Linked DNA regions of Cricetulus griseus: region 1 is linked to region 2. The links are chromatin contacts, called in public Hi-C maps. All regions are on one chromosome and are shown on one strand. The core of a region is the stretch at or near the end of the contact, and the rest is flanking DNA. Distances in the headings are between cores, read along the strand shown. Region 1 holds the start of Nxn (nucleoredoxin). Region 2 overlaps Nxn (nucleoredoxin).

What was found. A called contact is a pair of places that touch in the nucleus more often than the background predicts.
Region 1: a contact with region 2 is called in a Hi-C map of the CHO-K1 cell line, with 3 times the contacts expected there. The contact joins the promoter of Nxn here to the enhancer-like site in region 2. A contact is called at or near these places in 3 of 8 Hi-C or Micro-C datasets (the CHO-K1 cell line and fibroblasts).

Annotation. Positions count from the first base shown.
Region 1 is chr7:89,846,337-89,852,534 of CriGri-PICRH-1.0, forward strand. It overlaps Nxn (nucleoredoxin), which reads right to left and starts at 1,613. Exons shown (of 8, transcript XM_027426703.2): 1 at 1,134-1,613. The coding sequence starts at 1,493.
Region 2 is chr7:89,758,829-89,764,768 of CriGri-PICRH-1.0, forward strand. The region is part of intron 1 of Nxn (nucleoredoxin); the gene reads right to left. Among named protein-coding and RNA genes, the nearest start is that of Mrm3, 72 kb to the left of the region's middle. Within about 2 kb of position 4,138, at least 1 of the 6 cell types and tissues checked has open chromatin away from gene starts, as enhancers often do. A contact at or near this core is called in the CHO-K1 cell line, where this site is marked.

The sequences.
Region 1 (6,198 bases), core at 363-2,862, 85 kb after region 2:
AAACTTTAAATCTCACATCTGTGCCTTACACTGCTTTGGGATGAATGATTTACTCAGGACATTTTGAGGTCAAATTATAAGCCTTTTGCTCTCACTAAGTCTAAATCATTCGTCTCAACATGATTCTGTACATATAAAAGGAACACGTGGCATGTGTTACCACCCTCCCTGGGGGAACTTAAATGCCCCCGGAGTAGCCTTTCTCCTGTGCGCCCCATAAACTGAGAAGCTGTTCGGAAAGCGAAAGGGCTGGATTCACACATTGCATTAGCCACGCGAATTAAGCAAGGGCACGCCAAAACTTTTCCTGTTACCACTCATGACAAAACCTCTTGAATTTGTTTTATTGAAACAAACGTCTTCACCCAACAGATACACTGTGAAACCCAAACTAACTTCATCAGCAAACTGGTGGGCCATTTGTCGTCTTGTCATTCATCTGTACCGATGGGATCAGTTCTGCATTTAATTCGAAGTATACCAAGACAGCAAACGGCCCACCACGAAACTATGGCATCTACAAGGACGGGGCTGTTCTGGGCCTGGGAAGATCGCTGGACAGCCAGACAATGAAAAGCTCCCCGGTGGCCACTAACTCAGCCCAGGGGGCGGGGCGGGGGGCAAGGGAAGAAAGGGGGAAAGGATTGGGCTCCCCTCTCTCCTGAAACAGCCGTCAGCAGACGCCTCCGGGTCCCTGGCCATTGGGGAGGGGGCCCAAGGAAGGCAAGATTTTTATCTGGGAAAGAAAGGAAACTTCCTGGTGTGGGCATTATGGGAAGGGGGCTGGTGCCCTCCCCCACACGGTACAGGTATCTGCGGGGAGTCAAGTGGCTGGCGGAGGATGGTGGTGGTCGGGAAGCGGGAAGGGCAGAGCACCGCCACCCCTACACGATTCCCGGTGCGTGGACCCGAGGGGTGTCAAACTTCGTAGCGTGGGCGCAATCAGGCACTGGCACCTAGGAGTTGCCGCGAGCGCCCTAACCCGGCGGGGTCCTGGATGGGGCAAGAGGGGGGAGCCAGCCAAAACAGAGAAGGCAGGCCTGAGGACAGCGAGTGGGGGCGGCTAGCAGCTGGCTCCCGGAGCGTGGTACGCGCCTGCAGGCCGGGGGCGCCGCCGGGCCCGCGCTACTCACCTTCCGGTGCTTCTCCTTGTAGGGCAGCGCCAGCCATGGCATGTCCCGCACGAAGTCCTGCCACTGCCGCTGGTCCTGGTCTGAGGATACGAAGACGATCTCCAGGCGGTGCCGGGGCTCTGGCTCAGCGGCCGCGCCCGCCCCCGCCCCGGCCCCCGGCCCGGCGGCCGTGTCCCCTCGCAGGCGGCTGTAGAAGGCGGCCAGGCTGGCGCTGAGCTGCGCGCAGGGGGCGCTCAGGCTGCACCCGAAGTAGAGCCCCAGCAGCGCGATGCCGCGGGCTCCCAGCGAGTGCACGTCCACCTCCTCGCCGCCGCCCGTCACCAGCTTGTCGCCCAACAGCTCCTCCAGGAAGACCGACATCCTGGCCCACCGCAGCCCCGGCACGCGGGCGGGCGGGCGAACGGGCGGGCGGGCAGGCTCACGGCTGCTACCCGGCTCGCTGGTCCGCGCGGCGGGCGGAGGCAGAAGCGGCGGCGGCGGCGGCGGTGGCGGCGGCGGCAGCGGCTGGGAGGGGGCCCCGCCCACAGGGCCGCCCAGCCACGCCCTCCATAGCCACACCCCCCTCCGTAGCTGGCCCGCGCTGTGCAGGCAGGCCCGCAGCAGCTGGCGCCTTGGCGCGGGCCTCCTGTACGTGGCCAATGTAAGAAACCTGACCCGAGTTCTACACCAGGACCAGAATGCCCCGACCTAGGGCAGGAGAAGGGTCCCCCGAACTGGCGCTTTCCGAGGCTGCGGCACAGCTGCCCCCTAATTCCTCTCGCCTTCTACTTCTAAACCCTCTTCACACTGGAGTTATGTACCGGTTCTTGCTCTCTTCCAGCCTCTCCTACTCCCTTCCCTATACTAGCTCTTAAATCATTTCAAACCTCAGTGACCTCGTATAAAACTTGTAGGATTTAACGTCTTCATCGTCCAATGTCACTGTATCAGGCCAGGTCTTGTTCAGCAGTCATGTGTGTGTTTTGTGCTTGCTACTATAAGTAGACTGGTGGGCGCCACCTCTCTGTTTCTTGTGCCAGGCACAAGAGAGAGAATTCATAAATACTTGTGGGCTGATTGCAAGTCACAGTGAGGGATTTCAGTCCACAGGTCGCTGGAACCATCCCCCGATGGGTAATGGCTCTCTTCCATTTCCGTAAATGTATGCAACAGATGGCGCAGCGTCTCTAAATCAGTGTTGGCTGCTCTCCTGACTCGGCTCCATAGCTTATCTCAGGTCTGCTGGTGGTTGAGAAAATTCTAAGGATCCCCCCCCCATGTTGAAAGATGCTTTCCAATGCTTAGGAAGGACCTTAACTAAACAAATGGCCTTATGGAAAGTCTCCTGACCTCCCATTACTCCTAGACAACACACACACACACACACACACACACACACACACACACACACGAGGACCATTGATGTGTATCAGCTCAGCTACCAACAGTGACATTTTAAAAAGAAAACCCAACCACCAGCCATCCTCCAAGGTTTTGGAATTTATTTCTTTCGCATCTGCTGCCATCTAATGGAAGAGTACAGCACACAAGGTGCAAGATTAACTATCTGAACACAGAATACTTTAATTACACAGGTTTCCTCCACTACAACACACACACACACACCAAAGTGCATGACAGGAGAACATTTAAACTTCAGAACGTTACCTCCAGCTCTGGCACAAATGCCCCCAAGGTCCTCAATGTGTTTAAGGTGGTAGGAAGAAATGTGTAAGTGGTCAGCTCCATAAAATGTCTTCACACAAACCAGAGAAAGTCATTAAGACAAAGGCAGAGTGGCCTGCCAATCTCTACATACTGGTGCCAGAAAAGGCGGGCTGCTCATGCCATTAATCCCAGCACCTAGGAGGCAGATCTTTGTTTGAGGCTAACCTGGCCTACAATAACCAGGGCTACATAGTGGCACCTTGTCTCAAAATGCTAAATAAATATTGTCATATCCGTGTGTACCTGTATGTGTGTGTGTGTTAGTAGAGGGCACTCTGAGTCACCCTATGTAAATGTAGGGATCCAAACATGGATTCTCTAGTGCTCTTAACTACTGAGCCAGGTCTCCAGCACCCCTAGAATCCTGTTTCTAAAGCCTTAAATGGATGGATGTGAGGTGCATTCCTGTCATTCCAGCTGTCTGGAGATTGAAAGCAACAGAATCTTAAATTCCAAGTTAGCCTGGGCTACAGAGGGAGGTTCTGTTTCAAAATAAATCCCGTAGGTTAAAATGTTTTCTCTTCCCACCTGAGTCACATTTGAAATGCTCCTGAGTAGGTATTTGGTTTCACATGTTTGGAAGCATGTTTGACAGATAGACATCTATACTCAGGCATCATCAGACAAATTCTAAAAATGTGAAAGGAAGCCAGGCAGGGTGGCGCACAACTTTAATCCCAGCACTCAGAAGGCAGAAGCAGAGGCAGGCAGATCTCAGTTTGAGACCAGTCTGGTCTATGTAACAATTCCAGGCCAGCCAGGGATACATAGTGATACACTGTTTCAAAAAACAAAACTGAAAAGACTCTAAGCATTTGTATCTATTTATTTGTTTGTTTTTGAGATGGGGTTTTTCTGTGTGACTCTGGCTATCCTGGAACTCACTCTGTAGACCAGGTTAAGATGACCTGGAACTCCTAGAGATCCACCTGCCTCTGCCTCCCGAGTGCTGGAACTAAAGGTGTGAGCCAACACCACCCAGCTCAGCATTTGAGTCTTAGGCAAGCCAAAGAACAGAATATCAGGAGTAGAAGTAAGTGAAGAGGGACTCTGGGGGATTGGGAATTGGGGAAAATAGTGACGTCATTATTGAGTGCTTAGCATGGGTAAACTAGGTGCAAAGGTGATATGAAGAGGTGATTTGTTGAGTGTTTTCCTTTCATTATTTTACAGGAAAGCAGTTTCCACTGGAGTATGTCCAAGCCAGCATCTGGCACCTGGGGAAGTGAGGGTTTGAACATACTGCAAGTGAAATATAAATACGATTTGGAGAATTGTTGGTGCAGCATGCCTTGGTGAGAAGCCAAAGCTTGCAGCTGCCTTTCAAAGGGGTGTGGAAGGAGGGGATTTGCAATGGAAATTATTCCAAACTCATAATTCCAGAGGGTGTTTGATACAAAAAGCTCAACAAGACACACTTGGATTTCTTTAAAGAAGTAGCCAATGTTCTTTGGCCTGGGGGAAGAGTCATTGTCTTCTGTATGGAGTCTAAGAGACACACTTAAATCCTGTCCCAACCAGGATTCAACTAATTATGTTACACAAGTTTTAAATGTATTAAAGAACCACAACATGCCTGATTTTGTAAGGGATGTATACTAGTTTCTTTTGAAAAATTACAGTCTGAGGCATATGATATTATTCAAAATACAGCAGAACAAATATGTTTGCTACCTTTAAGATTCATAAATAAAAAAAAGATTCATAAATCTTCAAGGCGTCATGAAGGGTAGCTTAGTGCTAGAGTAGCTGCATAGCTAGAGAACCTAAGTTCAATTGCCTAGTCCTATAAAAATAAGATTCATAGACCAGGACTGGCAAGATGCCTCCGAAGGTAAAGGCACTTTCCAGGTGTCTTAGTTAGAATTTCCATTGCTGTGACAAAGCACCATGACCAAGAGCAATTGGAAGGGAAAGGGTTTATTCTCCCTACACTTCCGCACATGACAGTCCACCATCAAATGAAGTCAGAACAAGAACTAAAACAGGACAGGAACCTGGAGGCAGAAGTTGATGTAAAGGCCATGGAGGAGTGCTGCTTCCTGGCTTGCTTCTCATGGCTTCCTTAGCCTACCTTCTTATAGCTCCTGGGACCACCATCCCAGAGGTGGCCCCACTTACAATAGGCTGGCCATCAATCACTAATTAAGAAAATGCACCACAGACTAGCCTACAGACCAATTTTATGGAGGCATTTTTCACAGTTGAGAGTCCCTCTTCCCAAATGACTCTTGCATATGTCAAGTTGACATAAAAATAGCCAGCACATCATTCGAGCCTAGACACCTGAGTTCGGGCCCCAGGAGAGAACTGATGCCACAAACTTGTCTTCTTGCTGTGGGATAATCTTTCTGTACACTGTGAATATGCGTTGTTCTCTCTGGTTGATAATAAAACCTGCTTTGGCCTATATAGCGAGGCAGAATATAGCGAGGCGGGAAAGCCAAACTGAATACAGGGAGAAAGAAGGGTAGAGTCAGGAGAGATGCAAGCCAGCATCCCAAGAGACAAGATGTCAGAAGACTGGTAAAAGCCACGACCATGTGGCAATACATGGATTAATAGAAATGGGTTAATTTTGCTGGGCGTTGGTGGCACATGCCTTTAATCCCAGCACTCGAGAGGCAGAGGCCAGCCTGGTCTCCAGAGCAAGTGCTAGGATAGGCTCCAAAGCTACACACAGAGAAAATCTTGAAAAGAAAGAAAGAAAGAAAGAAAGAAAGAAAGAAAGGGGTTAATTTAAATGTAAGAGCTAGTTAGTAATAAGCCTGAACTGTAGGACAAACAGTTTGTAATTAATATTAGACCCTGAGTGGTTATTTAGAAGTGGCTGTGGGACAGGGCAGGACAGAGAAGCCTCTGCTTACATCTTCTGACTTTCACATGCATGCTTACACACACACACACACACACACACACACACACACACACACACACACACACACACTGCATACACCCATACATACGTAAAAAACACAAACTTTTAGGAAAACAAAATTTCGGGGCTGGAGAGATAACTAAGCAGTTAAGAGTACTTGCTGCTCTTCTAGAGGGACCCAAATTCAATTCCCAGACCTCATAGAATGGCTCCTAACTGTCTGTAACTCCATTTCCAAGGGATTTTGTGCCCTCTTCTGGCCTCCTCGAGTACCAGGCACACAGGTGGTACACAGACATACATACAAAGCAAAACAAACATACACGTAAAATAATTTTTGAAAATTAAAGATCCTGCCAGGCAGTAGTGTCGTACACCTTTAACCCCAGCACTCAGGAGGCAGAGGCTGACAAATCTCTGAGTTTGAGGCCAGCCTGATCTTCAGAATGAGTTCCAGGGCAGCCAGGGCTACAGAGAGAA
Region 2 (5,940 bases), core at 2,888-5,387:
GATGCCCTATAAACTATCATAGGAGGATTTCTACAGTAACGCTGAAGCCACTAGAAAGACTCCTTGGGATGATACCTTCTCTGTAAATGACTTGGACAAATTAGTGAAAAGGCAGAAAACATGAAAACATGTCATCAAGCTGAGATCAAACAGTTTGTGTTTTTGTTTTTAATTTCTGTAGGCTTTTACATTCCATGGACAACGAACTCCTGAGTCCTTCCTGTTCAGGAGGCTTCACCTTTGGTCTCAGCCATGAACTGGCAAGCTGCTACGCTGTAGCATCCATCGTTCAGATGCTTTGGCAGAGGGACCGTCCTGGATGAGGGAGGGGACTTGAAGCATGCTTTAAGCCACTGGTTCTCAGCTGGGATGATTTTGCTTCCCTTGGAACATTTGGCATCCTGGCACCTAGCAGGTACAAGCTAAGGGTTCCGGCAAACATGCTACAAAGCACGGGATCCACAGTGAAAAATTATCTGACTCAAAACGTTAGCAGCACTAAGGTTCTTGGTCCATTCTGCCTTCAGTCACTTCTTTAGTTCCAATCTGACAGCACAGTAGTGATGGATCAGTGAAACAATGGGAAGTTCACTCAGCCAGGGGCTGGTTCCGTGTGCCTGAGTGATGCCAAATGCGCTTTTAACTTCCTGTGCGATTCTGAAGCTACGCATGAGCGACCTCACCAGTTTCTCTCTCTCTCTTTCTCTCTCTCTCTCTCTCTCTCTCTCTCTCTCTCTCTCTCTCCCTCTCTCCTCTCTCTCTTTTGGTTTTTTCGAGACAGGGTTTCTCTGTGTAGCTTTGGAGCCTGTCCTGGCACTCGATCTGGAGACCAGGCTGGACTCAAACTCACAGAGATCTGCCTGCCTCTGCCTCCCGAGTGCTGGGATTAAAGGCGTGCGCCACCAATGCCCGGCCTATCTTTTAATTATTATTATCATCCCGAAGGAACATCATGGGATGAGAAGCACTGAGTGGGTACAAATTCCTCTCTCCACGCTCTTCTGAGGATATAGTTAGGAGTTGTCCAAATTCTCAGGCTGTGTGTTTGATTTGTAAGCACAGAGATCTCCAAAGCCACCCAACCAAAAGGGCTGCATCTGCAGCCCCAGGAAGAGGGACCAGTCTAGAGTGATGAGATAAGCCAGGGACTGATGACTAATATCACTGCAAGGGAAGTCTGTAGGTCATTCAGCTTTCTGATGAATCCTAACACGTGCTCCTCAGATTGGAAAAAGAGGCTGTTGCAATGAATGGCTAATCCAAACCTTCGTCCCAGCCTGGCTAGCCAGGCTGCACTCAGCAGCTAACCCCAGGCTTGTAACTGCTTTTCCTAGCAACATGCCTCACAGCATCTGTGGTGCTGTTTGCTCTATTTCCAGGGATATTTGGGGGTGGGGGTATGAGGCAGGAATGTGAAGATCTGGACATGCCCATAGAAGTATGTTATGCATGGAATTCTATATGCCATGTGTGCTGGGGTGGGGGGAGTGAAAGAATTGAGAGCTGTGGTTCTAATACAGAACAAAGGAGGCCTGAAGTAATACCAGCTGCAAGCAGAAGAAGCAGGCATGGTGGAAAGTTCCAGGATTGAGGTGTAGCCTTTCAGCCATGCTGACACACACTCACAGCCAGGATACTGAACCGTGAGAAAGGAGAGAGAGATGAGAGGGACAGAGAATGACTATGACTACCCCTCCATGCCATCTGGGAACCCCGCATCACTTTGCCTGTGCTTCTGACTGATTGGAACCCCTCTTCTTGGGCTCAGTCAACTAGTTTGCTCCAATGGCTCACAGAACTCAAGTGGGAGTTTAGATACAAGTGCAAGCACAAAAGGAGCATGAGGGAATTCAGTACCATGGGCAACCATGAGGTTAAAGGCTCTCATCGGCAGGGCCGGATGAACAGACTCAGTGAATGCTGAGACACTGAACCAGGCAAGGCATTTGGCCTTGGTTTGGTTCGTGAGAGCGTCTTATTTTGGCCACTGCTCACATACTGCTTGTCCCCATCTCTAAACATGCCTCATGCCTAGCACGTCTTCCACACAGAAGGTACATGAGTGTAGGAAATAGGACCTGTGTCGATTCCCTGGCTAGGGCTACACCAGCACCTCCCGCCAGCTTCCTTCATTAGTTATGCCTCTGTCCCTCATTTACAAGGGATAACTCCAGCCTGCCACACATTGTGCACAATCAAAACCACTTTGTACTATGCTAAACAAGAACGAGGTGACCAGGGACTGCATTAAAAAACAGCTTTATGAAGCATTTCTGGGTTCCTCCTACATGTGAAACCCTGTGCGAAAGACTGGGTCATAAAAACAACTGATACATGGGGCTTGCCCTTAAGGAAGCCCTGAGTCTGTAAGGAAGAAATGTGTAAATAAACCGTTAGAATACGGCCGAATGTAAGCATTATAATGCCGTAATAATGCAAGGGAAATCGGTTAATACACCTAAAACGCTGAGAACAATGTCTTGGGCTTATGAGTCACGCTACATAGGCACCAGCTATTTTCATTATTCAATCCGAAGCAAGTCAGGGCAAGCAAGAAGGGAGTCAGAACATCTGAACTGCCTCTTCAAGAATGAACTGCATTTGATCAGGAGGTAGGACAGAGAAGGGGAAGGCATCCAAGGGCAAGGGGCTGGGAGCCCCATGTACTTGGGAAACCGCAAACTTTTGGGGTCTATAAAATAAAACACCCCAGAGGCTGTCAGAGATGTTGGGGGGGGGCTGTGGCGATGGTGAGGCAGGGGCCATGTAGCCTGCCCATGGTGACTAATTTGTGACATTGTTAATAGAAACTATTGGAAACAAGGTTAGACATAGACTAGAAAACTTGATCTGGACCTTGGGGACACTAGAGTAGAAGACAGAAAAGTCAAAAGCTAGACCAGTGGGAAGACCTAGTGGGTAAAGGTGCTTGCCACTAAGTCTGACTACCTAAGTTCTATCCCTGCGACTGACACAGTAAAAAGAGAGGACTGACCGCTGCAAGTTGTCCCGACCTCCATAACACAATACACACACACACACACACACACACACACACACACACACACACACACACACACACACGATACAGGGTTTTTGTTTTTTCTTTTGGTTTTTTTTGAGACAGGGTTTCTCTGTGTAGTCTTAGCTGTCCTGGAACTCACTCGGTAGACCTAGACTGGCCTCATACTCATGATCCTCCTGCCTCTGCTTCTTGAGTGCTTAAAAAACAAAAACTTAAAACAAACAAACAAACAAACAACAACAACACACACACACAAAAAAAAACAGCTACATTTATTACCAGGCAGGATAAAGGTGTACACCTTTAATCCCAGCACTCAGAGGCAGAGGCAGAGTCAGGTGGATCTCTGAGCTCAAGGCCAGCCTACTTTACAGAGTGAGTTCTAGGACAACCAGAGCTATAGGGAGAAACCATGTCTCCAAAAAACACAGATACTGTCTGTGAGGCTGTTTCCACGGAAAAAAAAGGGAGGGAGGGAGGAGAAAAGAAAGAAAAAAGAAAACCAACCATGAACCAAAGCAAAAGTGAATGTCACAACAAATCTGGCAGCCAACTGACAACTGCACGGTGGAAATGTCTTGTAGAAGCGGCATCTGAAGGACCATTGGCTACAACACAACCTCATCAGACAATGAAGGGACAGCACTGCCAGGAGGCACCATCTGCCCAGGGCCTACAGGTGCAAGAGTGGGTGGTATGTTTAGGGAGCCCTGAAGCAGACCGGTGTGGCTGAGTATGGAGTGCAAAGGTATGTCTACGGGAGAGCAGGCAGAGAGCCAGGAAGGAGGGAAGAAGTGAGCAAAGTGTTTTGAGGAAAAAAAACTGGTTGGAAATGATTTGGGTTTGGGGCTCAGAAAACTCAAGGTCCCTCTGGCAAGCTGGCAAGACACCACTTGTTAACTAATGACAGGGATGCCTGATAATAAAACCTCCCCTGTGTTGGCTGAACTTGGCCTTTGGTTCCAAGTTAAAGTGGGGGACCTTCTCTGTAGGTGTCTGTTCCTGACAACCAGCAGGGGGCAGCAAAAAGAATGATCCAAAGACAGAACCTAAGTCTGTTTGGTCTGAGCCAAAAGTCTCCAGAAACTTCTCACAGGTATGGAATCCAACCACAATACCCGTGGTGGTGAAGTACTGCGTTGAGCCAAGAAGAAAGTGACTAACAAAAGACACTGAGAACGATTGATGCTGGCGAAAGAATTCCCAAGCTATGTTTGGTTTGGTTAAAAAGGAACTCTACTTTCATTCCAAGCACATTTTCAAAAGTACCAAGTTCAAGGGTGAGGTTTCACTGAAGGAATTTATCTTTTTAATCCAATAAATAAAAAACAGTGAGATCATAGTGGACTTTGTTCACGTGATTTTTCCTGTGCTGGTGTGGAACCCAGGACCTCATAGACATAGGCAAATGTCCCGCCACACCCCTAACGAAAACCAAAATGTCTTCAGCTTCATTAGGGCACAAATCCTGTTCATTCTTTCTAGGGGAGGAGGGTTTTTCTACATGGCATCTATAAAATGATAGGAGTAATTCTGAACTGATGACCAAAGCTGGGGTTCACCTTAGCTCTGATTAGGAACATATGCAAGGGAAAAAGGATCTGAATAATTATTTTTCGTTGCTTTTTTGAGCCTTTCTTAGTAAACTATGAGTTACACTCTTCCTTGAGAGAAAATCTTGGAAATGACCCATTTCCCCAACAGGGCAGCATTTCCTATCATTCCCACATGGGATATATATATATATATACATATATATATATATGTATATATATATATATATATATATCTTAGCTAGTCCAGGAAGAAATTAAAAGTATTTATTTTCTGATTAAAGCTAACCAGAATCAAAATAGATGCCACCAAAAGAAAACCCAGACTCTAAGAAACAACCCTCGAGCTGGCACCCCCCCCCCAAGTGGGAGGCAAAGGAAGCAGTCAGAAAAGGAAGATGAGTTACCTACTTCACTAAGGGGGTGGGGCTAGACATCTGTCACTCAACTCCATTACATGGGTTTAGAGCAGAACATCTTTTGGGCCCAATAGTCAAGGCTGACTGTGCAAAGCATTGGGTACAGGCCTAGAATCTCAGCACTGGAAAGGCTGAGGCACCAGAGTATGTCCCAGAGTAGCCTGGACTACATGGCAAGACCCTTTCTCAAATAAAAAAGGAAGGAAAGAGGGGAGGGAGGGAGGGAGGGAGGGAAGGAGAAAGAAAGAGCAGGTGAGAGGGTACACGATAAGCTGTGAAAGGTAGTTAACATTCAAATCAAAAGCAAGCAAGGCTGTTGTTCTGGCAACAGAAAAGTTTGTCAAAATGAGATTCTTGTCTACAAAACCCGCAGCCTGGACTTGAGCTTCAAGAAGCTGGCTGGACCAAGCTCTGGTGGCTCAGAGCTCTCCTTCCTTTCTGCTCCTCAGATGCCAGGGAGCTGCGCCCTGCTTGGGGAGTGCACATGGGGTCAGGACTTAGGACAAAGAGCAGACAGGCAAGGTTGAATGGCGGTTTTATCTTTAGATGGACATGAGCTATAAAAAGATTCAAAATGTGTCTTATAAGTAAACTGGAAAGGAACATGAGAGAATTTTGCAGAGAGATGGAACATTTTACATCTTGTTTAGGAGGAGATTTCAATAGGTATACCAGTTGTCCAAATACACTGAACACACTGAAGAACTATGATTTTTGTAAGTTACGGTGAAGTATACCTCTAATCCCAGCATTGGAGAGGCAGGAGCAAGTGGGCTTCTGTAAGTTTAAAGCCAGCCTGGTCAACATAGCCTGTTCCAGACCAGCCAGTGCTACATTGTGAGACCCTATTTCAAAACCAACAACAAAAACATTGGTTCCTCTCTCCAAGAATAAAGGTAACTAAGAATTCTAAAGTATATGCAGGGTGCCTTTCTCTTGAGTA